Linked DNA regions of Rattus norvegicus: region 1 is linked to region 2. Evidence: chromatin contacts called from public Hi-C data. All regions are on one chromosome and are shown on one strand. Each heading gives the region's core, a stretch centred on a gene start, on an enhancer-like site or on the middle of the called end of the contact. The rest is flanking DNA. Distances are from core to core; before and after follow the strand shown.

Region 1 (6,312 bases), core at 3,512-6,011, 120 kb after region 2:
CCTAAGGCCACTGTCTCAAGATTTGGGGGGCACTTGTGGAATTGCATCTTTGTTCTTCACTCAACTTCCATCCTGTGGTTCCAGGGTGCAGTTACGCTGTACTTGAGCCATCCAGGCACGGTGGCTACAGGCCGTACAGTTTTGTGGGTCCTTGATTGACTTTGTGCATCTAGTGCAAACTAAGACATTACACACGGGACGCTAATGTTTGTTTATGAATGAAGATATCTTCCACAGGGGTCCAGATGTCTCTTAATGTTTCTGTGTATCAGGGATGACCCTGCCCCAGGCTATGTTCCAAAACCCGTTGGTTCAGATCTGGATCTCTAGAGTTCAGCCAAAGACCATCTAGCCCCTGGGAAACAGAGGGTGTGGTAACCTGACCGGTAGCTCTTACCACCCAGTTTGCTTTCTCATTCTTGGCAAGAGGTAGTCCTGCATTGCTGACCTTACTCTTTTGCCCACCTGCCCTAATGTGGGGCAAAGATCATTCAGGAACCACTGCAAGGGAGTTGGCCACTTGAAGCATAGACTACTTTGACAGAAAAAGATAGAGGGTAACAAACTTGGCATGGTAATAACAGTTAGCTAAACCAGTGCTAACCCAAGGCATGCATTAATTACTACTCCCTGCCATTATGAGCCACAACAGGCCCTGAAAACCTCCTGCCCTAAGACTGCCTCAGAGCTCTGGGGAAGCGCGCACTGTGGGGAGTTAGAGTGATTGGAGACTAGAGCCCCTGTGCTTGGGAGGTTTACACAATCTAGACCTAAAATACAGAGCTTGGCTCTTGAGGCTTTGGGCTACCCTTGAGGGAGGAGGTGGTACTGGGAAATGTTTTATACTACGTTTTAATCATTCATGTATTACCATAGGGATCCGTGAAAGTAGGAGACTGGGCGGTTGGAGCCTATGGGCTGGAGGAGAACACAAGCATTATGTAGCAGAGAGCTATTTTTTCCTCTAAGTTCCTTTTCACTTCTATAGGCTGGGAAATCCCCTTGGTACTGGGCCCATGATACTCTCTCCACCATGTTTTATATGTTTGCAACAGTATGGCCCCAGTAAAGTCTTTTATAACACTGTGGAATGTAGGAATGAGAGCAAAGTGTCATAGGTTATGTTTGTTTGGTGTTAAGGCGTTTGTGCGTGTCTGGGGAGTGAGTGTATGTGTGTTCATGGATATTTTCGGGTGTCTACGCATGCACGCAGAGACCAGAGAGCAATTTTGATTGTTATTCACTAGAAACCCTCCACATTATTATTATTACCACTATTATTATTGTTATTATTACAGTTATCTTCTTTTTTTTTTTTTTTTCTGAGACAGGGTCTCTATGTGTAGCCCTGTCTGTCCTGGAACTCACTCTGAAGTACCAGCTGCTTGGCTGGCCTAGAACTCAGAGATCTGCCTGCCTCTGCCTCCCATGTGCCCACCAACTCTTTTTTTTTTTTCCTCTTCTTTTCTTTGAGTCAGAGTCTCTTCACTGAGTCCTGGAGCTTAGCTTACTGATTAGGGTAGGATGGCTCAGTGAGCTCCAGGAATCCTCCTATGTCCATCTCCCTGGAGAGAGGATTATAAGCCATACTTCCATGCCTGTATTTTCTCATGGTCCTGGAGTCTGAATGCTGGTTGGCATTTTTGTGTGGCAAACACTTTATAGACCAAGCTGTCTCCTCAGCCCAGGATGCTGTTTTTTTGTTTTTTTGTTTTTTTAATTAAAATATTGTTTACAAGCCAAAGTGAAACGAGAGTGAAATATAATACATTTAATCTCTTACTAATAACTTTAAACTAGTTTGATAAGCAAAAATCAGGTTATTTTTATTAGCAGGTGCTGACATTCTGCCTTAGTTGTTTTGAGAAATGAAAGTCATTCCAAAATCTATGTTAAACATAATATAGGGCTTTGCTAACCAGCTGGTTAACGTGAAGCATTTTTGCGACACACTGAAGCCTGTTTATAGCACCAAAGACTGTTCAAAGTGTTAGCTACCTTATAAAATAAAGTTATTTTTTTAAAAAATTATTTTTAAAAACCTCTGGCTTTTCTATATATGTTTTTCCAGTCAAGCCATATGGTGATGTACGTACTAGTAATGATTACTAAGCAGTCACAAATAATACCTGAAGGCTGAACAATGTACTTCCTTTGTACAAAATAGTGAAGTCAAGTCCACTAAATTTTAGCACACTTGAAACTGTATAGTATCACAGCATGCTACAGAAAATATGCATATTATTATCCCATGACAGGTAGGACAACAGATTTCCAAGTATTTTCAAATAGACAGTGGATCCTCTGAGACTCTCAGCTTCTCTGAGACTGGCTTTATGGTCACATACGTTTTATACGTTTTATAAGAAACAGGTTTAGCTAAGGCAAAGGGCTTGGCTTGTCCCCAAACCCAAAGCCAGCATTGAATAGAATCAAGGTCTAACCCCAGTTTGACCATACTACTCTGGTGTGTACTTACAATCTTCTCCTGATTGGCTTCCCATTAAAGACCCAATGGAGGTACCAGAGGAAGAACACTTTCTTAAGGAACATTAAGAACAAGTTTCTTACGTGTGAAGAACTGGTGGGGTGTGAGGAAGCTACAGATTGTAAGTGAAGTCCCAGCCACCTGGCAATGAAACACAGTCTTCAGGAGGGTCACTATCTGGAGAGAGGGGAGAAGGTTCAGAGAAGCAGACCAAGGAAAGAACAGAGAAGAGTCCCCTCTATACTACTGCTGTCAAAGAGTAGTAATGCAAGTGATGAGTGGCTGTCAAGGATCCTTTTAGGGCCAGACAGGTGGCTCAAGCAAGTAAAGGCACTAATCACCCAGAACCCACATGGTAGAAGGAAAGAACTCCTGCGAGTTGTCCTCTGACACCACACGAAGGCCACAGCATGATGTAGTCACATACATAGGTAACACAAATAAATATGTAAAAAACATTTTTTTTAAAAAAAGTAATTTTGATGTGACAGGAAAACATGAATGTACACATTCACTGAAAAGCTGCTATACTGCCATAGACTGTTGGATGTCTAATGAGTACCATGACTATGAGGCCATTGTCACATAGCACTGTCTTCAGCTCTGGGAATGGGGTGACTGGTAACATGTGCAGGGAAAAGACATTAACCACATGATGTAATACAAGATATTTTATATAAAAGCTCAGAGTAGTTATATATCATGTGCTATGTATATATAAAAACATATATATGTAAAACTACATTTCTTCTTTTTCTCCTCCTCCTCCTTCTCCTCCTCCTACTCTTCTTCCTGCTTCCTCTTTTTCTTCTCTTCTTCCTCTCTCCCTTTTCTCCTTATTGGGGCTGCTTTTTTATTTATTTATTTATTTATTTATTTATTTATTTATTTATTTATTTATTTATTTTTGGTGTTTCTTAGCTGATTTTGAATTAAGGTTCAAGTGGTCCTTGTGATTCAGTCTCTCCAGAAGCTGAGAACTACTACAGGAAGCCTGTTCATAAGGCCTCATTTCTCCTAATTAAAAAACCTAACTTGTGGCTGAAGCGGATGGCTCGGCAGTTAAGAACACCTGCTGCTCTTGCAAAGGAACTGGGTTTGATTCCTAGCACACCCAGGTGACATTTAATCATAACTACAGTTCCAAGGGATTTAATACCTTCTTTTGATCTTCGATCTCCCCAGGCACACGTGGGGAACTTACATGCAGGCAAAACATTTACACACTTACACACACACACACACACACACACACACACACACACACACACACACACCCTCCATTCCCTTATCTTTTGAAAGAATGTCTAAAATCACTACATAAATGACTCACCGCAAATACAAAAGGGAAAAACTGTGACAATGCATTTCTGCAGTTTGTACAAACACACTTGCACATAGACAATGCTACCAGCACCCTCCAAATGGGAGGGTCAGAGCCTGCTAGTCCAAGCACCATATACACGAAGGTGGTTAGAATTCCATTTAGAAAAACCACAAGATTTTAAAGCAGCTATTGCTCTGCAGATTTAATCCAAACATTCTGGGCAATGACGCTAAAGTCCAAAAAGGTAAAGTAATTTAGGTCTGCATAATTTGGTTTGGTGTTGGGCCTGAAGGCTGGGTCTCAGGCAGAAGTCTCTGCACCTGAGTTTTTGCTCTACCCTTGAAGGTCAAGCGGGATTATCATTCATTCTTCCAATTTTGTGCTCTTCTTTTCCCCCAGGATAATTCTAAGTTGGCTTCAGCTTTCCTGTGCTCTGGTATTGTTTTTTGTTTGCTTTAAATCGTCTTCATTGCTGAGATTGTGGGGTTTTTTTGTTTGTTTGTTTGCTTGCCTAACCAGTGTAAACAATACCAACGAAGGTCATATCTACCCACCCAAAAGCTCCAGTCACAGGGAACAGCCACGAACGCTCCAGCCAGGAAAAGGTGCACTTGCTTTTCTCTAGCGTCCACAGGCCACGTGCGGGAGGAGGGGCCGCCTTCTGATTGGTGGCCGGAGTCTCGCCTAGGGGGCGGAGCCACCTGTCTGTCCATCACCACATACTGGGCGGGGCCTGGGCGGGCAGGCCTGGTTGTAGGGCAGAGTCAGGACAGCGGGACCCAATCTCTGCGCTTTGCCTCTACTCGGCCACCGCTCCTCCAGTGCCGACCGCGAGGCGACGGTTGCCGGGGCACGCGCCGCCCGTTCCTCTTTCCCGTTGCGAGCGGCTGGCGCGCAGGGAGGCGGCCCCCAATCCGGCCGGGCGCCTCCCACTTTCCGAGCCGCCGGGGAGCCGGAGGATGGCGGCGGTGGCAGCGGCCGCCCGGGAGGAGGCGGTGCGGAGGCCGCGGAGCGCGGTAGCAAGCGGTAGCGGCCCGTCGCGGCGGCCCGGCAGCGACCGCGTCCGTACGGCTACCTGAGCACCAGCCGCGAGCTGTGTCCTGCCTCGCTCGCTCGTTCGCTCGCTCGCGGCCCGGGGCGGCGCGGACATGGGCGCCAAGCAGAGCGGCCCCGCCGCCAACGGCCGCACCCGCGCCTACTCGGGCTCGGACCTGCCCTCCGGGACCAGCGGCGGCGGCGGGGCGGACGGCGCTCGGGCGGCTCGGTTCGCGGCCCCTGTCCCCGGCGCGCAGCAGCCCAGCGCCTCGGCCAGCACGGCGGCGGCTGCTGCTGCTGCGGCGGCGGCAGCGGCAGCAGCGGCGGCCTCGGCCCCGGCAGCGCCCCGTAGCCGCTCGCTCGGTGGGGCGGTGGGCAGCGCGGCGAGCGGCCGCGCGGCACAGTCGGCCTTCAGCATTCCCAGCAGTGGCGGCGGCAGCGGTGGCCCGTACGGCTCACAGGACTCGGTGCACAGCAGCCCAGAGGACGGTGTCGGCTCTAGGGACCGGGACCGGCCAGCGGGCGGGGGCCCTGGCGGGCCGCGTCTGGTGATCGGCTCGCTCCCGGCCCACCTCTCCCCGCACTTGTTTGGAGGTACGGCCCCCTGCCCTGGCAGCCGCTCCCCAGCTGGGGAAGCGCACCCCGTACCCCCCCGCCCCTTGCAACGCGGTGAATGGAGCAAGTATTGTTTTAAAACAAACTGACGAAACAACCTCGTGGTTGTAGCTTTTAGTACCAGGAAGTCAGGGGAGATCAGTGGCTGAGTGCAGTTCTGCCCTGGAGCTGAAGGGCGAGCAATTTTAAAGGCCCAAAGCCAGAAGGGACTCACTTGGATGTTTGAGTGAAAAAAGGAAGTTATCTCTCCGTTGGATCGACTCCTAACAAAACTGCGATCCTTGCGTCTCTGTAAATAGCCCTACCTACTTAACTGGATACTTGTTTTCTGGGTGTATGTGTTAATGCAAAGTGTTGCTTCATCCCCAGGAAACTGCTACTTTTACAGTTGTGGCTAATGTCACTGCTGCTTTGAAGCAGATTGTGGAAAAGTTCAAGAACAGTTATTTAAAGAGATAATCTTTATAGTGATCACAGCTCTACCTACAGAGGCAGTAATTGGACTAGGTCCTGCGAAGAGTGGTGTTGACTAGAATTAAGGGACAATTTAGAGGTCAGTGATGTGCTTTTATGTTTGAAACTGGAGAAAGGGTGCAGTTGATCGTGAAAATGTGAACTCCGCCGCACATTGCCACCTCCTTTTGTTATGTGTCTGGTATTATACATTCATACTTAAAGCACAGAATGATGTAAACATCATCCCTTCGTTTTTTTTTTTTTTTTTTTTTTTGGTTCTTTTTTTTTTTTTCGGAGCTGGGGACCGAACCCAGCGCCTTGCGCTTCCTAGGTAAGCGCTCTACCACTGAGCTAAATCCCCAGCCCCCATCCCTTCGATTTTTAAGACCGT
Region 2 (5,553 bases), core at 1,743-4,242:
AGATGCTTCAAAGGGAACCGTGTAAATTCTCTCTTCACCTTGTCCATCTGCTTCCTCCTCCCTCCCATGAGAGCAAGGACCACATCCAAGGATGTAATTACCATACACTTGCAATTAAAGAGCCTTCCAGCCCTGGTGCCTTTTGTCTTCTTTACTCAGTCTGCAGATTTCGGTTACATCACTGTGTGTGATGTATAAATGAAGAGCCAGACTGTGGACACTGGGGCGGGAGGGAGCAGTTGCATCAAAGGTGGGTTGGAAGGTTAGGGGTTCACACATTTGGGAGCGTGTAACTGTCTGGCTAGTGTTCGGCAGTTCGGTCGCTCCCTTTCAACTAGTACTGGTTTCACAGGTGAGAATTCCTTTTTGCAGACCTAGTTAGGAATGCTTTGTGGTCCAATTAGAAATCCATATCCTTAACGACAGAATGCCGACAGAATGCTGTCTCTTCCACACCTTGCTCCCAGCTGCTTTTATTCAATAGACAAAGGCATGTCAGAAGGAGCTCTGAAAGTTGGCAGGAAGTTTCACTCTTTGTTTAAAGATCCATATTCTCGCTCCGAATGAGGGGGTCTGTAAGCTTCAAAATGGCTTCGCAGCCCCAGCTTGAGGCTGTGTGTGCCTGATATCATCGGAAGTCCTTGGTACCGATTCCAGGTCCAGAGAAAAGCATTCTAAGGCTCTCTGGTCAAAGACCGGCTCCAGAAGGGCCATGTAGACAGATTTCTATCATGAGAGAACTCCCATTTCTATGACTTGATCACGGGCTCGGCTCCTTTACGTGCAGGGACAGATCTCAGCATTACTCATCTCTCGCCGCCACCGCTAATCTCTGAAATCATCTGGCGAGAGGAGGGTTCTGGCCTAGACAGGTCCCTGACAGTCTGTGTGGCACTACACACACACACACACACACACACACACACACACACACACACACCATTCTTTTGATTTCTCATGGGTAAGAGTAAGCCCAGTGACCTTGTTTCTGATTTCCCTTGGGGGAGGAGCATCAGCAGAACACCTGTACAGCCCTCTGTAGAGGAGGGAGTGCTACAAGGTCCCATAAAGCAACAATGGTGACCTGCATGGTCATGCTTTTCTCAGGATCCCTTTCCCAAGTGAAGATCCACAGCTGTATATTAGCTCAAATGCTTGGAGGTTTCCTCCTGCCTTGCCACACACCCCTTCTCCTTATAGTAGATTGCAGGATTCAAACTACAGCCAAGAGGGAAGGATAGTGTTCCTTGCTTAGGGATATAGTAACCACTCTGGTTTCCATAGTGAAGTCAGGCAGGTGGGGTGGGTACCACAATATCCCCCAGGGCGCGCTGCACACGCATGGGTGGATTCACAACACGGGAAAAACAACCCACACTCCAGTATTTGGAGACTCCCAGGGCTGGGTGTCTAGCCCAGTGTCCTGCTGAGTTAGTCAACCAAAAATTCCTCCGTTTGTCAGGCTCAGCCATCTGGCAGTTTGGAAGCAGGGTTGAAACGCTTCTAGAACCAGCTGACACTTTTCCTTTTGATACCATAAGTGGCACAAAGCCCCTCTGAATCTCTAACCCATCTTTCCCCTTTTTGGAATAGAAAACAGTGCCGCTTTAAAACCAAGAACCAAAAAAAAAACAAAACAAAACAAACAAACAAACAAAAAAAAAACCTGGGCAAGCTGTGATTTGCAGCCAAAAAAGAAATGTGAAAAGAACCTAACATTTTATTTTCTAGGGAAACAACCCCAAAGCGGATGTCGATGCCAAAGTGAAGTGGATCCTCTGGGATGCCTTTTAATTGGAAGCCTCTAGAGGTCAGCACAGTATAAACAAAGGGCTTCCTAATGCTGAGGCCATACATCCCTCGGGGAGCAACCAACCAGGGTGGGGCAAAAGGCAGTTGGCACTGAGGGCACAAGACATGAAACTGTGATTCTTCAGAGCAGCCTGCTAATCTCTGACTCCAGTTATTTTCTGCCCTGTCTTTTCTGGTCTATCCTTGCAGCTCCCACACCCAGGTAAGTATCGAACCGTCCAGTGAATGACAGAGGGACAGCTGGAGCAGCAGCTGGGTTATACGTTACACTGGGCAGACTCAGGTCAGGACTCTTTCTGCTGCCGGGTAGCACTCGAGATTTGCTATGATGGTGTCTACACGGAACTGCTGCTGTCAGTGGTCTTGGAGGAGAACCTATGTCAGGTCCTTAGAGCCGGCCGGAGAGACAGATGAGGAGGGGTCAGATGGGAATGGGTGACTGCAAACTGCTGCACACCAGGACTCCAAGCCTAAGGCGCAGAACTTTAGGCAGGGATGTGTCAGGTTCCACAGGACATGGCCCCAGTCCTAAAGGGGGGTCTGGAGTCCCCCCCAGAAGCTTCCACAGGAAGGGAAAGTATTAAAACATTTTTCCCCTTTTCTGTTGTCTGTTTAACCTACACCACAGTCAAATGTCACTGAATATGGATGGCCCTTTGGTAGGGACTGGAATGCACCCAGGACACAAACATGGAGAAAAGCTGTTGATGGAAATGTCAAACTATTCCCCAGATTCTCCCCCCAATATAACGTTTTAACACTTTAGCTTAGCAATCTGATTTGATTCATTAAATTTCAAAATGGTGGGGTTTTGGTCCCAATGAGTATAGGCTACATGGTATAGTTCCAGAATAGCCTAGTGAATTTCCAGTCCTTTTTCTCATGAATTAAACAGTGCTAAGTGAGTAAACTCTAGCTGTATCTGCCTATTACATACTAAACCATTTTTGTTTCTGTTAAGAGAGAGGGAGAGAGAGAGAGAGAGAGAGAGAGAGAGAGAGAGAGAGAGAGAGCGAGCACAGCCTGGCCTTGGACACTTGATCTGTGACAGCTGTTACAGCCTAGGTTCCTTTTAACTTTGTTCCTTTTCTCACTAGTTTTTGGATAGGTAGGTATGTCCGTCTGTCTGTCTGTCTGTCTACTGTTTTTTTCAAGATGAGGAAACAGAGGGCGCTTTTCATCAGCCTCTCAGGGCCTGAGCACGGAATGGAATGTTGACAGTGTTTCACCTCTGCCTTGCCCTTGACCAGATTAGCCTGCTGCTGGACACCAGAAAAATGAATAAAGTTTCCAATATCCAGACCCTGGCACAGACAAGCAAGCAGCTGTAAGGAAGGGCATTGAAGCTGGTGCTTAGACCCGGTCAAGGCTGAGAAAAGAGCCTGCTTGCCTTCCTCTCGATCTTCCTCATAGTCCTTCCCCAGGACATGCCAGTGCTTTAATGTGCCTTTGCTCTTGATGATGGACTTTAACTCTAAATCCCCTGAAAATCTGGGCAGCAGAGATCTAACCCCTCAGTCAGACAAAGTACAGAAGCAGGAAAAAAAAACCTCTGTCCTTGGTCAGGTTCAGTGGAATTTAGCACTCACCTGTCTGACCTCACGGAGTGACCAGCCTCACCCAGGTGTAGTCCAGCAGGTCTTCTAGCACCTTGCTTCCACAGTGACAGGAGCACACATTTGTCATTTTAAGCCTCATTCATAGGCAGTGGTTAGGACACCATTTCAAACCACCTTCTTGTCACCTGCATGCATGGCGGCATGAGAGGTTCAGTGCTGCTGATACCCAGAAAGACTGTTGAGCTCAAATCTGCTTTTCTTTCCTCTGGGGCCAAGGACTTCCTGTTTAATGGCTATGGAGAATGTGCTAAACCCCCAGCAATGTTAGTCTGGCTCCTGAGATGGTGCACAGAGAGCCATGGAGACAGGAATATTCTTAGTACCATAAAGAGGGCTGGGTTTCTTGAGGAGATTGTATCACAAAGTTGCAAAGAAAGATTTCTTCTCTAGTTTTGACTCTGAATTCCCACAGAAATTTGGTCTTTTAGATCTTAGTTTCCTCTACTCAGAAAGGTTAAAGGGACACTTAACTGGGACTGTAACAGATCCTAAAATCAGAAACGTGCTAGGCATGGTAGATATGCCTATAAATCTCCACTGCTTAGGGGGCTGAGGCAGGAGGATCGCAACTCAAGGCCACACTGGGCTCTACAATGAGTAATGAGTTCAGAACCAACTTGGACAACTTAGTGAAACCCTAAGTCAAAGATTGGTGTGTGTGTGTGTGTGTGTGTGTGTGTGTGTGTGTGTGTGTGTGCGCGCGCGCATATGTACATACACACACATGCACACCAGTATGTATGTAGCTCTGTGGGTATCAGTTGCCTAGCACACAGGAGGCCCTAAGCCCGGTACCTAGTACTGAATAGTTCTTAAAAAAGAAAAAACAGTCACAGAGAATCAACTTTAGCACAGGCCACCCATAAGAGTGAATTGAGTGCTTGCTGAAATCAGAACTGGAACCCTAGTGACTGGAAATGACAGGACATTCAGTGACCCTCCCCCTGGCTCTGCAACAACACTGGGACACAGTACTCACCTGATCAGGTACGTCCCTGGGAAAGTTAGCCTTGGGTCTAGCTTTCACACCAGAATCACCCTTTCTCCATCCCCTTTGCACCCACCTTGCCAGACGGAGACTTCAGACAATGGGCCTCATGGCTGGGGTTTCTCCATCAAACATTCAGGGAGAAATAGGCTGGCATGTAAGCTGAGTATATAACAGACGGTTTCTTGTCATTACTCCCTAAAGGATACAATATGTCAGCTGTATTATAGTATTTGTATGGTAGAAGGCATTATAAGTAGAGATGTTCTCAGACACATGGGAACAAGCTCACAGCTTCTATGCTAATAGGCACCTGAAGGTTTGCTATTTCCCAGGCATTCTGAACCACCCACCGCAAGTCCCAAGGGACAACTGTAATTCAAGGTCCATTGTTTTAGTGCAGACCAATACTTTCCAAAACATGTCTTTCCTATCTCTAAGTGCCCTTAGTTTTCACATTGTACTTGCACAAAGAAAAATTCCTATATGAAAATGACCTTTTTGTTCATTAGGATTTTTCCCTCCTGAGACATAGTTTCTCTTTGTAACCCTGACTACCCCAGAACTCACTTTGTAGACCAGGCTGACCTGAAACTCACAGAGATCTACCTGCCTCTGCCTCCCAGCCAGAGCGCTGGGATTAAAGGCAGTGTCACCATGCCAGGTGACTGAATAGCTGAGAAAAAGACAGAGGACATGGCACCAAGCCGGGCCCAGTTCCAGCTTCACTGCTCTCTGGAGCACTGGACAGGGTACGGGTACAGGGGGCTGCTCCTCCACAGGGGAGCGCAAGCATGCTCAGGACAGAGCTACACCCTCGAAGACTCACGTCCAGTTGCAGGCACAGACGAGAATGATTCCTCCACAGAGTGGGAGGAATCCCGTTCTGTCACATCATGAAATAGAAGACGGTGCCTGGGTACCAACTAGTGAGGGAACCGTTGTCTAAAGCTGAGCCTGAAAATGGGGAATAGCCATAGAGCAGTGTGCCTCAGTTTATCCTCCCTCAGCCCCAGAGGAAGCCAGCTCTAGCGGCAGCTGTGGAGAATGGCAGGAAGCGGACAAGCTGAGATATTCAGGCAGCAGGAGGCTTGCCTCAGACAGTAATGATGTGCACAGCCCTGGCCCCAGTGG

What was found. A called contact is a pair of places that touch in the nucleus more often than the background predicts.
Region 1: a Hi-C map of liver shows a contact between it and region 2, with 5 times the contacts expected there. The contact joins the promoter of Znrf2 here to the enhancer-like site in region 2. A contact is called at or near these places in 9 of 12 Hi-C or Micro-C datasets (the A7r5 cell line, the Rat2 cell line, Schwann cells and 5 more) and 1 of 1 datasets of contacts at active chromatin or transcription factors (oligodendrocytes).

The regions. Positions count from the first base shown.
Region 1 is chr4:85,275,941-85,282,252 of GRCr8, forward strand. It overlaps Znrf2 (zinc and ring finger 2), which reads left to right and starts at 4,762. Exons shown (of 5, transcript NM_001108628.2): 1 at 4,762-5,444. The coding sequence starts at 4,964.
Region 2 is chr4:85,158,654-85,164,206 of GRCr8, forward strand. Mturn (maturin, neural progenitor differentiation regulator homolog) reads left to right here. Exons shown (of 3, transcript NM_001007645.2): 3 at 1-137. Among named protein-coding and RNA genes, the nearest start is that of Mturn, 24 kb to the left of the region's middle. Within about 2 kb of position 2,993, at least 6 of the 93 cell types and tissues checked have an H3K27ac peak or open chromatin away from gene starts, as enhancers often do. A contact at or near this core is called in liver, where this site is marked.